Linked DNA regions of Bombyx mori: region 1 is linked to region 2. A link is a contact called in public Hi-C data. All regions are on one chromosome and are shown on one strand. Each heading gives the region's core, a stretch centred on a gene start, on an enhancer-like site or on the middle of the called end of the contact. The rest is flanking DNA. Distances are from core to core; before and after follow the strand shown.

Region 1 (5,023 bases), core at 1,458-3,957, 53 kb after region 2:
GACATCTACGACGTAAATGCGCCACCCACCTTGAGATATAAGTTCTAAGGTCTCAAATATAGTTACAACGGCTGCCCCACCCTTCGAACCGAAACGCATTACTGCTTCACGGCAGAAATAGACGGGGTGGTGGTACCTACTCGCGCGGACTCACAAGAGGTCGTACCTTCGTTCGTATTCGCATCACTGCATTATGAAATCATGCGTTACATATAGGATTTGTCGCGGCTTTTTAGTATTTACCTACGCTTTACATAAGACGTCTTGATGGTTGTATAACAGTGGATTCAGGTGAACAAACATGGAAATTAGCTGCTACCGTTACGTAACAAGCATAGAGGAGGGCGAGGCACAAATAGTTTTCATACTTGACCGTTTGACTATTGTAAAGTGTATGCATTTCTCACCTTAATTAGATAAAAAAGTCTCGCATGTAATTAAACTATAATACTGGAAAATTAGTGTGAGACTAAAGCAAACTCAACAAACAAATTTGGATGTAAAATATTCTTTCATTCGTTCTTAAAGTTTATTAAGATTTAAGAGCATTGTAGAAAAACATCCGCGAACATTCGATTTCGAAACAAGCTATTAGAAAATCTGAATCCTAAACTGACTTCAAAATGTGTCAAAACAATGATTTTTGTTTATCTCTTATTTCAGATATATCGCCGGTACGCTACCCGAACAGAAAAAGTAGCGGCAGTTCGGTTGAAACCAACTTCTATAACCTCAACGATCAAATAATAATAGTTGAGAAATCTCCTCACCGTTGTAATCACGGCAGTGAAACGCCGGTCACCCGGCGCATATCTTTACAAAACGGCCCCACTTCACCGCAGGAGAACTATAATACATCGCGCAAAAATCGCGGCGGTTCCCTCGAGAAGGAATACATGGTGTTTCGAGAAAGACGCAACCCACTACTCGACAAAGTGAAGAACACCAAACTATCTTGTTTCAAATCCAACGGTCCTTTAAGGCATGGCGACGATGCAGCATCTACTTCAGAAAGTGACTGTAGCGGCTTCGGTCACATTGATGATGTAACTAGCTGTCGGTACAGTAACAATTTTTCTGACGCCCACCTTGAATTCGAGAACCAAAACCCTTGGGTGAAAATGCCAAATTACGACGATGAAGTATTTTTTGCCAAAAGTGTAACTAGTCCTGTAGAAAGTCAGTGGAGGGAGGGAAAGTCATTTATCAATAGAGGTACAAGATGCTACAGCTCCGGTTCAGAATGTGACCGATACCACGCTATACCTAAAGCCGGCGCAAAATTATCAAAATCTAGTGACCAAATCTTTAATGACGAATATGAACCATTTGATGAAGCTCCGATATCAATGAAATCTCAATACAAAAAGACTGATAAATTAAAAACTAAAGATGGTAAAGATTCTATTGGTCCCAGTTCATGTCTATCGGCAAAAATACGAGCAATGTCTGATAGATACTTAAAATCTTCTACGAACAAATTTTTCTCCAAGCTATACAAACCGGGAGGCGAAGCTGAAGAAGACACTGGAAATATCGAAAATGCAACCAAATCAACTAATGCTGTCAGTAAAAGTCGAAAAAAAAGAGGAGGAGTCAAGGCAAAATTACGTAGCTTTTCATATGGGGCTTTACCGGGATTGGACGATTTCCAAAAAAGTCATTCCGTCTTTCACGACGACGCGTATCAAATATCGTGTGACGATGAGAACGTTTTAATACAAGACTGCGAAGACGCCGACTCGGGTATTCTAGTCAACGAATCAGCTACGTCATCGATATTTGATAGTGATCGGATATCGTCTCGGTGTGAGAGCTCAGCTTCACAAGCTAATGCACTATTACCGTGTCACGGGAGAAGTGTGTCCGGTGATCAAAACTATCCAAAGCCTAGAATATCGGGTAGAATGAGCCGAGAGCGGAGGGACGGTCCAAGACCACGGCCGCGACATTCCCAAAGAGCACTTTCACTTGATCGCAAGGAAATTCTGAGGCGAATGCCAAAAACCAAACAAAATGAATACGATGAACCTCAATACCTCCAACTGACTGAAAAACAAAAAATGCGACAAAGGGATGTGACGTTAGGAGACGCTGGTATCCCTCCAATACCACCGTGTAGAAAACCAACTAGAGGTAGTAAACCAGATAAAAATGAATTTAAAGTTGTCAAAATAGTCCGAAGGAATCCAACAGATGAATTAGGTATTTTTATAGCCAAAACCAAGCTCACGGATGAGGGTCATATCGGATATTTAGTTGCACATGTAGTTCCTGGAGGATTAGCTGAAAAGTTAGTAAAAATACAATGTATATTTGTGTTTATTTTTTCCATTACAATTTTTCGAGTTTTCAATACAAGCATTATTCTTTTTCAGAGAAGGCACTCTGCGCATTGGGGACGAACTATTGAACGTGAACGGCAGAAGACTTCGAGATCTTACTATGTCAGAAGCTAAAGAAGCCTTGAAATCAGGAACTTCCGAAATTGATATCGTGATATGCAGACAACGCGATAAATCATCGACAGAACAAAGACAGCGCGATTCGTCACACAGAAGCGCAATCCTGATGCGCGAAAGCTCCGTTGATTACGAAAACGCAATAATATTAGGAAAGGAAAAACGTATTGATAAATATGACGTCAAAATAACTGGTCGACGTTCGCAGGATGAGTCCGCGTGTAATCGCAGCGCGCTATCAGTGGCGGACGAGGTGGCCGACAGTGCGGCCAACGCGCACTCCCACTTCCTAAAGGGACAGAACGCGACTTATAGTAGTATGAACAACAAACTGCTGCGTCGACAAGTGGTCAGCTATGCCGGGGCCAACAAGGACGGGCTCGCCCTCAGTTGCGCTGTCGACATTGCAAACGTGGACACCACGGACAGTGCTTCGGAGCGTGTTAAAGAAAAAAATGACAGTGAAATTGAAAATACACAAAACGCAACGAATTTCTGCACGCTACCCCGGAGACCGAGAGCGCCCACGCACACGTATCACACGATAACATTTGAGAAAGGTCACGGGAAGAAACCGCTCGGTTTTACGATCGTGGGAGGACGCGACTCGCCGCGAGGTCCACTCGGAATATTCATTAAGAGCATCCTTCCACAGGGCCAAGCAGTCGACGATGGACGACTAAAAGCAGGTACGTCACTTGATTGTATATCAATATCAGAACATCGATTTCCACTTATTGATAAAACATAGTTTTATTCGAGTTAATAAACATCGTGGAATGCAATTGATAAGAACGATATTGTCGTTTAGCTGCTTGATGACGACACGCAATAATAAAATCACCATTATAATAATGTAAATTATTATGTTATTTGTAGATCAAGTCTTCTACAGTAAGTAGCTTGTTCTTTATGCAAATGCTTACGTTAATGAGATAGTTAAAGTAATTTTATAATAACGAAAACCTGTCTGTTGGCTTACTATAAAACTGGAGTAACGCAACTATGTGTACATATTATATAGGTACATAATATAAGTATATGACTTTCAGCAACCGGATATTTAATGTACTAGAAAATGATTTGGGCGTACATTGAAAAATTTACTTATTTAAAAAAAATTAAACATGTTAGTGAAACATAGTCCCATTGGTTTGTGGCTATTGCTAAAATTAAAACAGTAGGCTGTGGCTTGGCTCTGCCCCTGGCATTGCTAAAGTTCACGGGCGACGGTAACCACTCACCATCAGGGGGGCCGTATGCTTCTATGCCTACAAAAGAAACAAAAAAAAATTACTATGAAAAACGTCCATTTATTAAAACTACTCGAGCGCCACCTGGATCATACGTTGATGGTGCCATTACCTATGCAGTGTGTAGTGGTACTAGTCAGTACCTTTAGTGCCAATTTCACGAAGCTTCAATTTGTGACTCCAGTATATGCTTTATTCACGTATCAGAAAGCTAAGGTACTAAGCAGCGGAATACTTTTGCTTAGAACATTAATTGTCGATTTATTTTTAATAAAATCAAATATAACATAACACTGCATATAAATAATTGAAACTCCAAATTAGTTTGGAGTGTGATCGGGATTCAATAGTAAAACTGTTAAAATCCCCATTATATTTGCTACTCTAAAATCGCATTAAAAATTCGTTACCTTATGTATATATTATTATATTCTTAGAATGGCTTTCAATCCAACACTCAAATGTCGGTAGCTCACAATACTCTGTTTGTGATATTGAATGAAAATTTTCGTAAAATATGTTTCAGGAGATGAGGTGTTGGCGGTCAACGGTCAGGCGTGTCATGAACTGGCTCATGTAGAAGCGTTGGCACTATTCAAAGCAGTCAGGTCCGGATCTATAGAGCTCAGGATATGTCGACGAGTCAAAACAGCGCAGTGAGTATGCAGTAGTTGAGAGTAGGCAGTTTCGCGATTCTGATCCGGTAGTAGATTCATTCGCGATGCAGCTACTCTTGAGTTGTTAGGTCTCCTTTGAAGACGCTCGTCTAGCGGTTAGCAAATCCCACCCCTCCTGGCTGAGCCCTTGCTCGCCCACCTGCCCTAGTAAAACTGCAAAGGCCTCCCGGCCACCAGTAATTTCTAAAACATAAAAAAGTGTAGGCAGTAGCTTCTGAAACACTTAACAAACTCGTTCAAGCGGTAAAGCGCTTTGTTTTTGTAATACACAAACTGAAATAAATACTAAATAGAGCATATTGTGAACTCTTTCGAATTTGACGAAGAACTCTTAACCCATAGACACAATCTACAAGAATGTACAGCTTATGCCGCGACCGATAGATGGCGGTAGCCCTGCTTTTAAACATCAAAATATTTCGAGTAAATATAACAATAAAATTGTTACTTGTTAGGTTTGTTCACAATCATAAATTATTTTTAGTCTGAATTTACACAATCCACAAGAATGTACAGCTTATGCCGCGACCGATAGATGGTGGTAGCCCTGCTTTTAAACATCATAATATTTCGAGTAAATATAACAATAATAAAATTGTTACTTGTTAGGTTTGTTCACAATCATAAATTA
Region 2 (4,814 bases), core at 1,205-3,704:
ATTATTTATTCTATGTTTTATAATTAAACTAAAAATGTCCTGCGATTTGGATCGCTTTAAATTTTTAAGATTTATAATGAATTTTGCATTTAGACATTACATTTTTTTCGGGATAAAGAGTTAATTGTGTCACTCCCTCTCTGGTCTCTGATCTACCAGTCGATCTGTAAATCCACTGGTACGTAAAATCACGAATCAGTGAACAAGCTGCCGTGTTCACTACAGTGGATATGTTATTAACGCCGCCCGCCGCGCCGGTGGTGTTGCGACGAACATGTAATTTACCATGTTAAAAGTATCCTAAATGCCAATCCAGGTGATATCTCTATTGGTGCGAAATTTCATACAAATCCGTTCTGGGAGATTGAGTAACAAATATCCAAACATTCAAACTTTCAAATTAAAAATATCAGTATATATATTATAATGAAAAAACGAAGTAAGTTTTAAACATACTAGGAGGATCAAAAAGTAGTGAGAAGGAGATAGAATATAATGACAATTGATAACTTAATAATTTATTTTTATACATAGTCTCCGAGTCTCTCTACACACCGAGTCCAGCGCTTTTCCAAGGCTTCAAACCCTTTAAAAAAAAGTTTTGTCGTGGTCCTGCAAAAAGCTCTCCACGGAATCCATCACCTGGCTATCGTCTTCGTACCTATTTCCCCTTAAGTATTCTTTCAATTTGGGGAACACATAAAAATCGCTAGGCGCCAGATCTGGTTTATAAGGGGGGTTGTCAACTAATTCGAAGCCAGCTTGCTGAATGGCAGCCATTGCAACTGCCGACCTGTGCGCGGGTGCATTGTCGTGATGAAACAGCACGCCCCTTCGAAGCTTCCCTCTCCTTTTCTCTTTGATGGCATTACTCAACATGGAAATGAAAGCTGCCTAATATTGGCCTGTAATAGTGGTTCCACGCTCTAATCAATCAACAATATCCCTTCTGAGTCCCAAAATATTGAGGCCATAACCTTGCCAGCCCATGCCACGACACGAAACTTCTTCGGGGTCGGTGATGGTGGCCGTTTCCATTGCGAAGATTGCTGTTTTGTCTTGGGATCAAAATGACGGACCCAGGTTTTGTCCATTGTTACGAAACGAGACAAAAAGTTTTCAATATCGTCGAAATGTCAAGTCGATTTTGTTACTGACTGTCGATTAACATTCTCGGCACCCATCTTGCGGAGACTCTTTTCATATTCAAAGATTGTTCAATATGGATTGAAAACTTCCATATGAAATGTTCGTTTCTTCTATTAAGTGTCAGATGGTAACTCTTCGATCGCTCATTACAATTTTCTCGACATTCGCAACATTTTCTTGGGTGACTGACGTGGATGGACGGCTGCAACGATGTTCGTCTTCCGTGCCCATTCTCCCTACTCGAAATTGAGAAGCCCACCTTGCGACAGTGGAATACGGCGGAGCAGACTCTCCTAATGTTGCCTCTAAATCGCAATAAATCTCCTGCGTTGTTAATTTTTTTAAACAGAGGTATTTAATAACCGCTCGCATTTCGTTTTTCTCCATTTTCGAGAATACGTTCCGAGACGAAGCAAACAAATGACTACATTCAGAAAAAAAAACAAAAGAGAATCGAAGATTTTTTCTTTATTAATATTACAAATATGTATCTGAGCTATGCCGACCAGTATTCTTTTTTTTTCTTAGCAAGGAGTAGGTCGTCCTCACTACTTTTTGATACAGCTTTGTGTAGCTCACTGTTTCCTACCGATTTTCCTTTGAAGTTCTTCTAGGGACTTATCAAAGTAATGATTCCACTCTACCATCGTACAACCGAAGAAAAATGTATCCATTCTACCTTACTTTACCAGCCTTAAAGTTTATATGCGGGCCCAGTTACTCCAGATGATTCGCGATGACGAGAGCTTACCGGTGGTGGTAGTTCCGCAGTCAACACCGATAGGTAATTACTAACCTCATTGTTTTTGCCAAGAAACAGTAATACTTCCCGGTCTTAAGATTAAGACAGTCGCTTTACAATAAGATTTAGTCTAATTTCATGTCTCATGGTAAGAGGCGATCACGTTAATGTCTATGGGTTCTGGAAACCACTTTAAACCAGGTAGACCATGAGGCTGTGCAACGATTTAGGCCATAAAAATAAAAATTCAAAATTTCATAAAAATTCGCATTTCTGTCTCGGCAGCAAATAATGCAATTTTAAAAATATTAATGAAAATCTTTGCATAATTCAGAAATTTCGTACAAGTAAAAAGAAATTCAATTTTTTTTTTAGCATTACTTATGCATAGGCGCCTGAACAGCCATCATTGAACTGATTATTGTGCTAAGATGATAGTAATGCGAACTATGGTCGAATTTTATGCACGATAACTCGAACGCGTTCGGTATTGAATCCCGTTGCCGAACATTGCCGAACGCCGGACGCCGGCTGCCGAATAGGGCCGAATGAATGCAACTAACTAGTTGTAAACGAACGATCGTTGCGGTTTCACGTCTCTGTTTCATGTGCTCTCGCGAAACTAAGTTATTCTCTTCGTCACACACTTGTGACTGTAAGTGGAGTGAAACTTAATATAGTTTAATAAAAAATACACATTTACATCACGTGGTGCTTCACAATAATAGTATTCCGTGAATTTCTCAGCGGAATACCCCTGGACGTTTCGCAGACCATCAATTCTGTTTTTGTTACCATAGTTTACGTTGTGCCGGTGTACTAATTGTTTGTCGGAGGTAAGCATTTTCGTCAATAAGTCAATATACTTACGTCCATTTAATTGTCATATTCATTTTATTGTAATGTAATCTGTATTCCTTCTATTATAACTATACTGTAACTGTTGTAACTATACTGAGACCTTAGAACTTATATCCCAAGGTGGGTGACGCATTTACGTTGTAGATGTCTATGGGCTCCAGTAGCCACTTAACATCAGGTAGACTGTGAGCCCGCCCACCCATATATACAAAAAAAATATATTTGAAAATCTTTTGTTTAACTGATCATTTTGATGTAGTCACCCTACCAGTATTATGTGTGTCTTTCATGAAAGAGGTTGTTCTTGTCGACTGCCGAGGCTAATGTTAGCAAGTCCTCGCGTGGTTGGAATAGCCTCTTTGGCAACTGACAATTAAGTGGAGGAAAAAAAAAGAGGCAGTACCTACATTGGCGATAAGACAATGTAGCAATTTACAGAATGCTTAAAAACCGTCAGTTACGTGAATTGTTGTCAGATGCATTCACCGTTGTGTCTCTAATAGCAATGTATGCTTTTTTTTTAAAGTCATGGGCTTTGAGACTTTGATCTTTAAGGCTCCAAGCTCACGACTCTAAGGCTGTTTACTTGGAAATCTGCCACCGTAAAACAATTCATTCTTCGATGATCATGAAAAGAACTTCGTCGCGATAAAGAACACTGTCAGACAACAAACACTCCCTTTGATTATTTTCTAAGCAATAAAAATTTCCTTTGCCACGCTCAAGTCTATTGGGTCGGGCCGTTCGCTGACTAAAACCAGTTTTTGACCAGATGATAGTGTGTCATTATTTTATTCCTTGAGGTGTCTCTGTGTTCGGGTGTCGGTATTCTTCAATATTTCCTAACGAACGCTTTCCCATTATTAATATTCACTCTTAGACGTGTATAGCCCGAAAACAAAATAGCTATAATCATTATTCAGCGATGAAATGTTTATGCATGGATTTAGTTAAAGGGGCTTAAATGCCGATTCGTTAACCCGATTTCGATAGATCTCATATAACATGATCAATGAAGATTTCGGTTATGGGAACATAATAAACTATTTGTGAATTCAAAGAAAATGGAAACAAAATAGACCTTAAATAGCAATAAATCTGAAGATGAAAAAAGGTTTACTTTAGACAATGAGTGATTTGTCCGTTAATTAAATTTCAAACCTAGGGTAAGAGAATAGAGTCGAAATACCTTTAAGACGGAATCTGCAGAGACCAACTCCACTCCTGGCTTGTTGGATCAACGACGATTAATTACCGCTGTCAAAACGATTGGCCCTCGCAAAACGAATTAAAACTCTGTCTCAGCGCCCGTGATTGGAGTCATGAAGACAAAATCCCGGCCCTTATTCCCTGGAATTTACCGCAACATTACTTAAAGGGGCTTACGTAATGACAGTCAACGAGTTTAATTAAAATCTATATTTAAACAGTTGGAACATTGTTTTCTTCTGATGTTTACACTCTTTCCTTTTTTGGTTACGCGTAGAACAAATTATAAACGGGTAAAAAAATCTACTCATACTTTGTACATACATAAAAAGATCTAAACAGAATTTTATTAAGTAATATTGTGATAATTGGGACGTATCAGCAACTATTATGTTAAACACTTCCCAAATAATCGTGTGAATTTTATATATTTGATTGCACATTCATAAAATATTCAATTACATCATTCAATATATATAAATGAACAAACGGGTGGAAAGTATTCATTTAAGTAATTTAACATACACTTAAACCAACAATGGTATCATACAGAATGACAATAACTGTAAGATATGGATAATAAAAGTAATTAAATATAAATATTAAAGTAGTCTAAATAGTTTATCAAAAACATCAATCTGGAGCATTATTTAACCGATGTTTTTTTTTTGTTCTATCGTATTTTACCTGTGCGCTACCACAGCATTCATCTGAATGGGATTAAACTTTGTCAATGTATTCCTTACGCTTGCGTGAAGGTTGTATGTCAAGTATAATAATTAATCAGGCGTAGTATTGTAGCAAACGTGGTATGGACATCTGATGCGTAGAGAGAAGATGCATGTGACTAGGA

What was found. Hi-C and Micro-C count contacts between places; a contact is called where the count stands out from the background.
Region 1: a Hi-C map of whole pupa shows a contact between it and region 2, with 2.4 times the contacts expected there. The contact joins the enhancer-like site here to the promoter of LOC101740740 in region 2. A contact is called at or near these places in 3 of 7 Hi-C or Micro-C datasets (midgut and whole pupa).

Annotation. Positions count from the first base shown.
Region 1 is chr5:11,568,309-11,573,331 of ASM3026992v2, forward strand. It overlaps LOC101740740, which reads left to right. Exons shown (of 6, transcript XM_012693862.4): 3 at 664-2,293; 4 at 2,379-3,151; 5 at 4,242-4,371. Among protein-coding and RNA genes, the nearest start is that of LOC101740740, 53 kb to the left of the region's middle. Within about 2 kb of position 2,708, at least 7 of the 8 cell types and tissues checked have open chromatin away from gene starts, as enhancers often do.
Region 2 is chr5:11,515,630-11,520,443 of ASM3026992v2, forward strand. It overlaps LOC101740740, which reads left to right and starts at 2,455. Exons shown (of 6, transcript XM_012693862.4): 1 at 2,455-2,727.